Linked DNA regions of Anser cygnoides: region 2 is linked to region 1. Evidence: chromatin contacts called from public Hi-C data. All regions are on one chromosome and are shown on one strand. The core of a region is the stretch at or near the end of the contact, and the rest is flanking DNA. Distances in the headings are between cores, read along the strand shown. Region 1 overlaps MYH10 (myosin heavy chain 10). Region 2 overlaps NTN1 (netrin 1).

Region 1 (4,181 bases), core at 186-2,685:
AGTCCATTAAATAAATCCACGCAAGGGGACTGCCAGGCCCGACTTCGCCATGATTCAACAGCATTTCAGCCGTGCTGAAGAAGCCCATTCCGCACGAGATGGACACCACCACTGGCAGCGCTAAGTACACGAAACTAAAAAGCATTTCATTATGTGGGGCTACGTTGGAAGAGTGGAAGTTCTTGTGTCGTTCAACGGTTGTTCAAGTTAGCGTTCAGAAACCAACTACTCCAGAAAAGTGGCAAGGATACACTGCATGTGCTTCCAAAGCTCTCAGCTACGATTCTGAAACAGAAGTGTGAATTTGCTGGGGGGAATTTAAGCACATTCTTTTGCAGTCTTCCTAATGCCTTCCCCCACCACGCCGTGTGCCAGTTTTGCAGCTCGCCTGCACTTATTTAGGTGCTTAGTTCCTAGCAGCCCCTACTTTAGGCATGAATTTCTGGTGGTGTTTGATGTGTTTGACCTGGCAGAACAGTGAGCAGGTTTTGTGGAAGACACCTAACTGAGAGCACTGAACGGAACGGTTGTGCAGACAGGTTATGGGATGTGATCCCAGCCTCAGTTACCGCACCGCGGTCTGCCATACCAGAGGTTACCCAGGGCACCGGATTTTACTGGTGGCATCTCGGAAGCACCCACCTCGTCCTGTCAAACCATTTTTGTTCTGGTTTTCCTCACAAGAAAACGGATATAATCGGAACAGAACACAAGAAGAAAAATGCAGAAGTCACAAATACTTGACTATTGAAAAGCTTGCAGGAGCAGAAGGCAGGCCCCTCAAAACGTGTTGGCTACACCAGCTTTGCTCGATGCATGGAAAATAAACGTGGAATGTATAACCTGAAGAGCTGGTTACAAAGACAACTACTCCAAGAATTAGCTAATGAATAACTGGGCTTCCTTTTTGCCAAGATACCATCAATATGCTACACAAACTGGGTGTACTTTGGGACCGCTACAAGGGGAAACACTTTTTTTTTTAATTCAGTGAAAAATCCCATTTCTACCAGGCCCCTATGTCTGTTACATAGAAAATTGTAACAGACAAATGTGAAGATCAATAAGCAGAAAATATACCTCCAATGCCCATTCTTGCTTCCCAATTTGTCTTTACTTCTAGTTTCCCCTTTAGTGTAATGCTCATATTAACATAATTTATGACTACAAGTGATAATAAAAGCAGTATTGCCTGTTTTTAAGTGTATATTAAAATACTTTTAATGCTAAAACTACTCCAGCAAGTAACAGAAGTAAGGAAATAAGTACAACAAAACATACATTTACATTTTAAACCAATACAATTTGTTCTTATTGTCATCAGAGCTTGGGAACACATTGCTAGCTGTGACTTTAAAACTAGATAAATAATCTTTTCTGTTAAGTTACAGAAACAGTTTATTAAATTTTAAAGATGAAAACCTACCCTGACACATCCAGTGAAAAGAAAATGCACAGTAAATACACTCCAGATGTTAGCCTCCTAAAGGGCAGCACCCAGCTTTAGAGGAGTTCACTAATCAAGAGGCTTTTCTGGCATACACACCAGCACAGCTTCGTGTGGCACGGGAAGGTCAAAAGCTTGCAATACATTCCTTTTGCTAAAAGTCCTTAAATCTAGTAGAGATTTTTAGAGGTCTTTATGCAAGTTCTCATTCAAAAGCAATACTAATGGATGCTATCATCCTAGTTCTCCTCTCCCTGGAGCTTACAAGTATGCCAAATATTTCCTGCAGGATACAGAGCTAGATAGCTTTGCTGCCATATACTCTAAAAGAATTAGAAGATTTAGGATAAAGTCCTCTTCATTTATAGAAATAAGGACATCTGCATGCTCTAATTCTTTCCCAGGAGGGCAAACACGAGTTATAAAAAATAAATTAAGATCTTCTACCTCTACCAACCTGCCCAAAAAAGGTAAACTTCTAGTAACACAATGTACAATATTTATGGAATGGAAATGATATCACGAAGCTAAAGATTAACTTTTTCAAAACCTTGTTTTAATACAACTCAATTAATATGTTACCATAAATTAAACACTGAAAACCCTTGGCTGAGATCCTAGCCTTACTTCAGTCAATGGCAACTTTGCTGATGATTGCAGTAAGGTCATAATTTCACCCCTTCTTTTGGTTTCAATTCCATTACTAGCAGAAAAAAAATGGAGACTGAAATCAAATCTCAACTCCATCTATGGAATATGCCAGGCACACCAGGTGGAATCAGCCAAGCAAGCCATCTTTAGCACTAGGCTCAAGTTGGATGTGTGAGGTTATTCCATTAACTAACAAAGCTCTCTCCCTTCGTACAAACTACGTTAGAGATGGGTCAAACGAAGTCTGAGGGTCACAGGTAAATTTTTGCATTATCTGGAGTTAAAGCACTAGTCCCCACACCAGCAAAGCTTCTGCTTTGAATAAGCTTCAAGCACATGTAAAGTAGGAAAACCTTAGCTAGCAAGAACACTTTAAAGTTTCTACATGATTTTAAATTCACTGGATGTGAACCTACAGTGTCATTTTCAATAAAGGAAAGTATTCTTCAGGCAAATTCATCTCAGCTACAATTTGGTTAGCAAGAATTACCAACTGACTTCTCAACCAGCTGCACCTTTTTTTTCCCCAAGCTACTCTAACCTAAATCTCGCATAGAAGTAAGAGGCATTTCCTCTGCTGAGCAGATTACCATCTGAAAACATGCAAAACCAGCACAGTGGGAGATGACTCGCAGGTCACAAAGCAAAGAGGCAACGTCCAGGCATGGGAGGCGAGGTCTGACTTCCAGGAGAGCGGTGTGCTCTTCCCACGCGGCTCACCTATAGGGGCAACTTCTGTTGTATCAGCAGGTCAAACGCCTGCCTGTGGAAGACCTATCCTAACAGAAGCACTGTTCTAAAGGAAAACAGCACTGAAACGGTCGCTCCTCTTACTGCCAGCTACACATCTTGTACAGGCGCAGCACTAGGCTACACCACCGCCTCTTCCTGCAGTGGCGACTTCTGTTGTCTGGACACTCGCAGTAGTTTAAAGTTGCTGACGTCCCACTGTGAGGGCTGGCGCCCATCTAGCACCAGCCCAGGGAGTCACTGATTTCCCCGGCAGAGCAGGGGCTATGCAGGACCTGAGATGTAGCTCTGGCACTCACATAGGACAGAAGGACACAAACAGGTACAAAGAAAGCTTTGAAATTGCGAAAGACTGTTCCTCGTCTTGTTGCCCATGCACACAGTCCCTACTGCACAGGAACAAGGTTTGTGAAGACAAGCATCTGCAACACACCGGGGTGATCCGATTGAGTTTGTCTAATCTACCCTATTACAGATCACCTCTCAGTGATTTAAAATACCGAAAACGAACCAAACAAGCTAGTACTTTTCCATGCAGGGACTCGGACCTTTCCCTTGCCCCAGGAGGATCAGTCTTTGTCACTCCTGATCAGCAGGAGGCCCTGGGACGAGAAGCTAACCTGGGGGCAGGAGGCCCTGTAGGAGCTGAGCACCCGGCAGGAGGAGACACGGCACCACCACCTTGGCACCTGGGCAAGTTCCCCTTGGGGACTGATTCCACGAGACCCAGGAAGCCGACCTGCTGCTCAGTTCTGCAGGCAGCACTGCTTCGATTCACACCAAGTGGCCACTTAGGCACCAAACCACGGATGCGTGCACTTAAGTTGTTTGTAGGAGAAAGTAACTGCGCAAGTGAGAGCCCCAACAAGAGGCCTTTGTCCTCCTCACAACAACGGCTGCGAAGAACAGAAGGGACTTATTCCCAGATGCAACTGAGCAAGTCTTCTGCCAGTTATAAACAGATATTTACAGCCGAGACCTGTAATTAAAAGAACGCTTTAATTACTTGGCTAATTTTCTGTAACGAAGAGGTCTAAGTGATAGTTTGGGCTAGCACAGAGGAGTATTAATTGGCTTTACTATTCACAAGGCTGCTTTACAGCCTCTCCATTCCCCTCTAGATGCTTCTCATCATCTCAACACCAGTTGTCTAGGGAATGTTACAAGTTGGACTCTGGCCAGAGGTTGTATACAAAAATGCTTGGTATTTGCTGCTGCTGTCCTTTAATAAGCAGCCTCTATTCCCTCCACGCCCCACCACTCCTACTGAAGCCAATTCAGATTAGATATCCTTGTATGGCTGCAAGCATCTGCTAAATGACTGTTTATCAAA
Region 2 (4,181 bases), core at 258-2,757, 270 kb after region 1:
AGCAGCTGTTGTGATGCACAACGGATGAGCCCAGGAGATCTTTGCTGTCCTGGGCCAAAAATGAGCAGCGAGCAGGAGGTTGTGCAGCCAGCACACGGGAACGTCAGCACGAGCGGGATTCCTGGGGCAAGCAGCCTCGGGGTGTCTCGGAGACAAACATTTTCCCTGCTTGAGGGTCACAGCTGCTGCATCTTGCCCATTGGGGGAGAGGGCGAAGGACACCCAGCAGCCCACCCCCACCACCCCCAGTTTCACCTGGAAAGGGCCCAAATGATGTGAGGAGCAGGAGCAGCTGGGCACCGAGGCAGGCTGCGAGCAGCCAGGCTCCGCAGGTCTGTTTTACAGCACATTCATCCTTTTTGACCTGCTGTGGGGAACTGTTGGGATGGGTTCAATAATGGTGTCGGACAGAGCGAGAAGAGCGCTCTCTTACCTCTCACAGTGCTTCCAGGTGGGAATCAGAGAGGGAAAAGCAGCAGAGGAGGAGAGCTTCTCCCCGGGCTGTGTGCGGGGCTCTGCTCAGCCACTCTGACCCTATCACTGGTTTTACACCTGCCTTTGTATGCCAAATTCATGGATTGGGATGGAAAGATGGATGAGGAGCCCGTGACATCTTCCCCCTACTATTTCTGAGCCATCCATCAGCCAGATCCCTACCAGGCTGCGTTCTGCAGCACTGCGTGAATCGTCGAGATCCCCACTTCATTTTAACTGAGTATGACTTTATTTTCATGGCAGCTCCACGGGGCAAATTAATGTGCCTTAATGTCAGCCATCTGGATATTGAGGGTCCAGTCTTCGGCAGTTGAGCTGTAGTGGATGCAGAGAGCATGGACAAGACATTTGATGAACAAAAGGGATTTTCTTTACACCCACCAGGGATCGCTCAGCAGCCCCATGCAGCACCTTGGTTTGCTCTTGCAGCCCCAGAAATGCTTTCATTTGGGGACCAGTGGATGATCTGGGGTCTGTCAGGAGATGCTCTTCTCACCATGCATGCAGTGAGGTGGGAAGGACTGGGGGAGAGGCACCACCAGCAGGCGAGACCGGAGCATCCCTGGCTCTCTGCCTCCTCTTGTTCATTCTAGACCTGCCCCAGGCCCCCGTCTCCATCCAGTGAAGCCCTGGCTCTGCCGGGCACTGGGCACCGCGGTGTTCCTTGCCCAGAGGGAGCCTCTCGCAGGAGCAAATCCAGTCCTGGGGTGTGGCAGAGATTTCTGTAACTGGAAGGGGGAAGGAGAGGGTAAAAGACAGGGAGAGTTACAGAGGGGAGAAAGTGTGGTGGTTCTGAAAACTAGCCATGGTGGTGCAGGAGGAATAAGCCGAGCCGCCCTCAGAGCACCGTTGGGATGCCAGAGCTGGCTTCTCCCTCGCAGCACTGGCCAGGGGCTGCTGCTCGCGGCTGCATCCGACCCGCGGTGCGGGACCAGGCGGGCAGCCGGGCGGGTTCTGCCTTCCCCTCACCTCGCAGGCTGTCCCCAGCCAGGCTGTTTACTCGGTCGTTCGCCCGCCCTTTTGCAATAGGGAGTCAGTTCTGGTTAATGTTGGAGATCGTAACGTGATTACCGAAAGTCTCATGAAATTAAATCACTTTGCTTCAAAGCGGACGGGGAGGGGGAGCGTCTCTCTGGCAGCGGGGATGGCCGAGCGGATATTGAAAGCAGACTGGTAGCCAGCATTGCTCTGCACACAATTGAGCTCTGACAGTGTGAAGGCAAATACAAACAGCAGCTTGTGTTTGCACACAAAGGCTCTGTGCACCAGTATCCCCGGCCCTGTACTTTACACCCTCGGCTCTTGGGCAAAAAGTCCTGGGAGGGTAGGAGGGAGGGAAACTCCACTGAATATTTAGAAATGAATTGAACTGTGCAAACATGCCATTGGGAAGCTCTCAGTGTAACGCTTTGGATCAGCTACCCGCCGGGGCTGGAACACAACTGCTGGACTTGAAAGGGCGACTTTCACGCTGAAGCAAAACCGGACAAAAGAAGATAAATGAAACGGGCTCCCGGCGGGGTTTGGTTTGTTTGTTTTTGTAACTCGGCTAATATTCCCGCATTGTTCAGCCCAGCGGCCCAGTGTCTGTCCTTCACACGCTGCTCGTAAATCGGGGCTAAGCAGGCAGTGAGCGGTGCGGGGCTGGGAGCTGATGAGCCCCCCCGGCTCGGGGCCCCGGCACCACGAGGTTATCCTGCACCGCCGTGGGGCGGGCAGTGGGATGCTCCGCGGGGTCGCAGTCACACCGTGTGGCAGGCTGAGCCGGGGCGGTGCCCCACAGGCTGCTAATTCCCAGGTGAACCTGTGCTCGGATCAAGCTGTGGCATTTGGGGGCACGGAGCATCATTTGGGCTCGAGGGATGGGGATAAAATCAGTGGACCAACCCAGCTTTGCTGTCGGTTCATTCTGCAGCTGAGCGTGGTGTATCCTAATGATTTTCATGGTGGTCTGGGTGCTGGAGGTAAAAACTGCAGGATGTCCAGGTGGGGACAGCCCAGACAAGCTGTGGGTACTGGCGGTGATGTCTCCATCCCGTGCCCCAGCAGCAGGGCGAGGAGCAGGGCTCGTCCTCACAGCACCCTGGGCATGCCTCTGCCACTGGGCCCCAAAACCAGCCGCAGCAGTCAGAGCCTGGTTTACAGGGGCGCTCGACACTTACTGGATTGCTAATGCCAAAATATGCTCAAATGCAAGCCTTTCAAAAATCCGCTTGTTCCTGTGATTTTAGGCAAGGAGGTAGCCACGTCTTACACCTCAATATTTCTCTAGTTAACACCGAGGAAGCAAAAGCTTAACAATCCTCCATATCACAGTTTTGATCAAATCAAACAGCAAATAGAAATGCCTTTAAAACATTAAACAGTGCTTAATCTACTCCATAGCATTTACTTTTCACAAGCCTCTGTGAAGTCACCAAATGTTCACAAAAATGTGGCGGCAAAGTGATTTCTCCAGAAATCCAGCCCCCCAGATGAGCTATTTGGTACTCTCCACTTCACCAAGTTTCACCCAATCAATAAAAAAAAAAAAACCCACCCCAACAAAACCCCAGACGGCCCATCACGTGCTCGGGGTGACCAAAGAAATCCCCTGGTTTGGGTGACCAATGAATATCCCCAGGAATGAAAAGCGAACAATTTGTCGGCAGCCCATGCACTTGAAAACGAATGATCCAAATTATTCAGCAAGTCTCCCTGGATAGTGAATCCATTGAAAGGGGCTGGAGACAGAGTCATAAATTATTCATAACCCAAAAGAGAATGAAATGCATATAATCATAACAATAATAATAACAACAACAATCACAACTCCAATAATAGCAACGGCGATTCAGCCGGCCCCGCTAAGAGGAGCAGGGAGGCATGAAGGCTCGCAGACTTTATTTTTCCTTTATTCCGGCAGCCCTTCAGAGCAGCTGTGTAATATAAAGAGATGCAAAGTGGGTATACATTTGGAATAAATGTATTTATTGCCAATAATTGGGCTAGCTTGCTTTGACCAGGGGTGATGTGGTTTGTGCTCAGGTCCTGGGCACTAAGCAGGTCCCATGGGCTCAGATGTGGTGCCGTTAATTGCTTAACAGAATTAATTTCTCAGGGTCACGGATTACCTTGAAGGAGTCTGTGGGGTGGCTGCAGCGGAAGCTGCCCTGTACCGCAGCCCCAGGTGCCTGCAGGGTCCCTGGAAAATGTGTGGGTGTCCATGAACTGAAAGAGAAGTGGGAAGTGCTGGCCGGCCACACAAACCGGGGATGCAGCTCCTGAGCGGGGCCTCGGTCGCGGTCACCTGGGACCCACTGAGGAGCTCTGAGAGCAGAGGAGAGGCCACAGCCCCATCTGGCCGCGGGTGCACCACGTGCCCGAATTCCTCGCGCTGCAGCCTGCCGTCCTTTTGCCACCCTCGGGACCGGGGTTTCATCTGGGCACCCGCTGTGTTACCTCCCGGGGGGGTTCTCCACGGGCAGCGCGCTGCCGGCGATACGGAAGACCCAGACCCATTGATATGCTCCCACCGTGTTGCAAAGTGCCCAGCTACACCGCTGGCATGCAAATGAATTCCCGTTTGCGGCGGAGGGGCTCAGCCGTGGCACTCAGCCATCTCCCATCGCTTTCCCACAGGTTGCCCCGTGTCGGCAAGGGGGGGTCGGGAGGGCTGCAGGGTCCCTTTGGCACCGTGGGGCCTC

Evidence for each region. A called contact is a pair of places that touch in the nucleus more often than the background predicts.
Region 2: a contact with region 1 is called in a Hi-C map of liver, with 1.8 times the contacts expected there. The contact joins two enhancer-like sites. A contact is called at or near these places in 2 of 7 Hi-C or Micro-C datasets (both in liver).

What each region holds. Positions count from the first base shown.
Region 1 is chr19:1,921,431-1,925,611 of Taihu_goose_T2T_genome, forward strand. The region is part of intron 4 of MYH10 (myosin heavy chain 10); the gene reads right to left. Among named protein-coding and RNA genes, the nearest start is that of MYH10, 46 kb to the right of the region's middle. Within about 2 kb of position 1,436, at least 1 of the 3 cell types and tissues checked has open chromatin away from gene starts, as enhancers often do. A contact at or near this core is called in liver, where this site is marked.
Region 2 is chr19:2,189,259-2,193,439 of Taihu_goose_T2T_genome, forward strand. All of the region lies in intron 1 of NTN1 (netrin 1), which reads left to right. Among named protein-coding and RNA genes, the nearest start is that of NTN1, 12 kb to the left of the region's middle. Within about 2 kb of position 1,508, at least 2 of the 3 cell types and tissues checked have open chromatin away from gene starts, as enhancers often do. A contact at or near this core is called in liver, where this site is marked.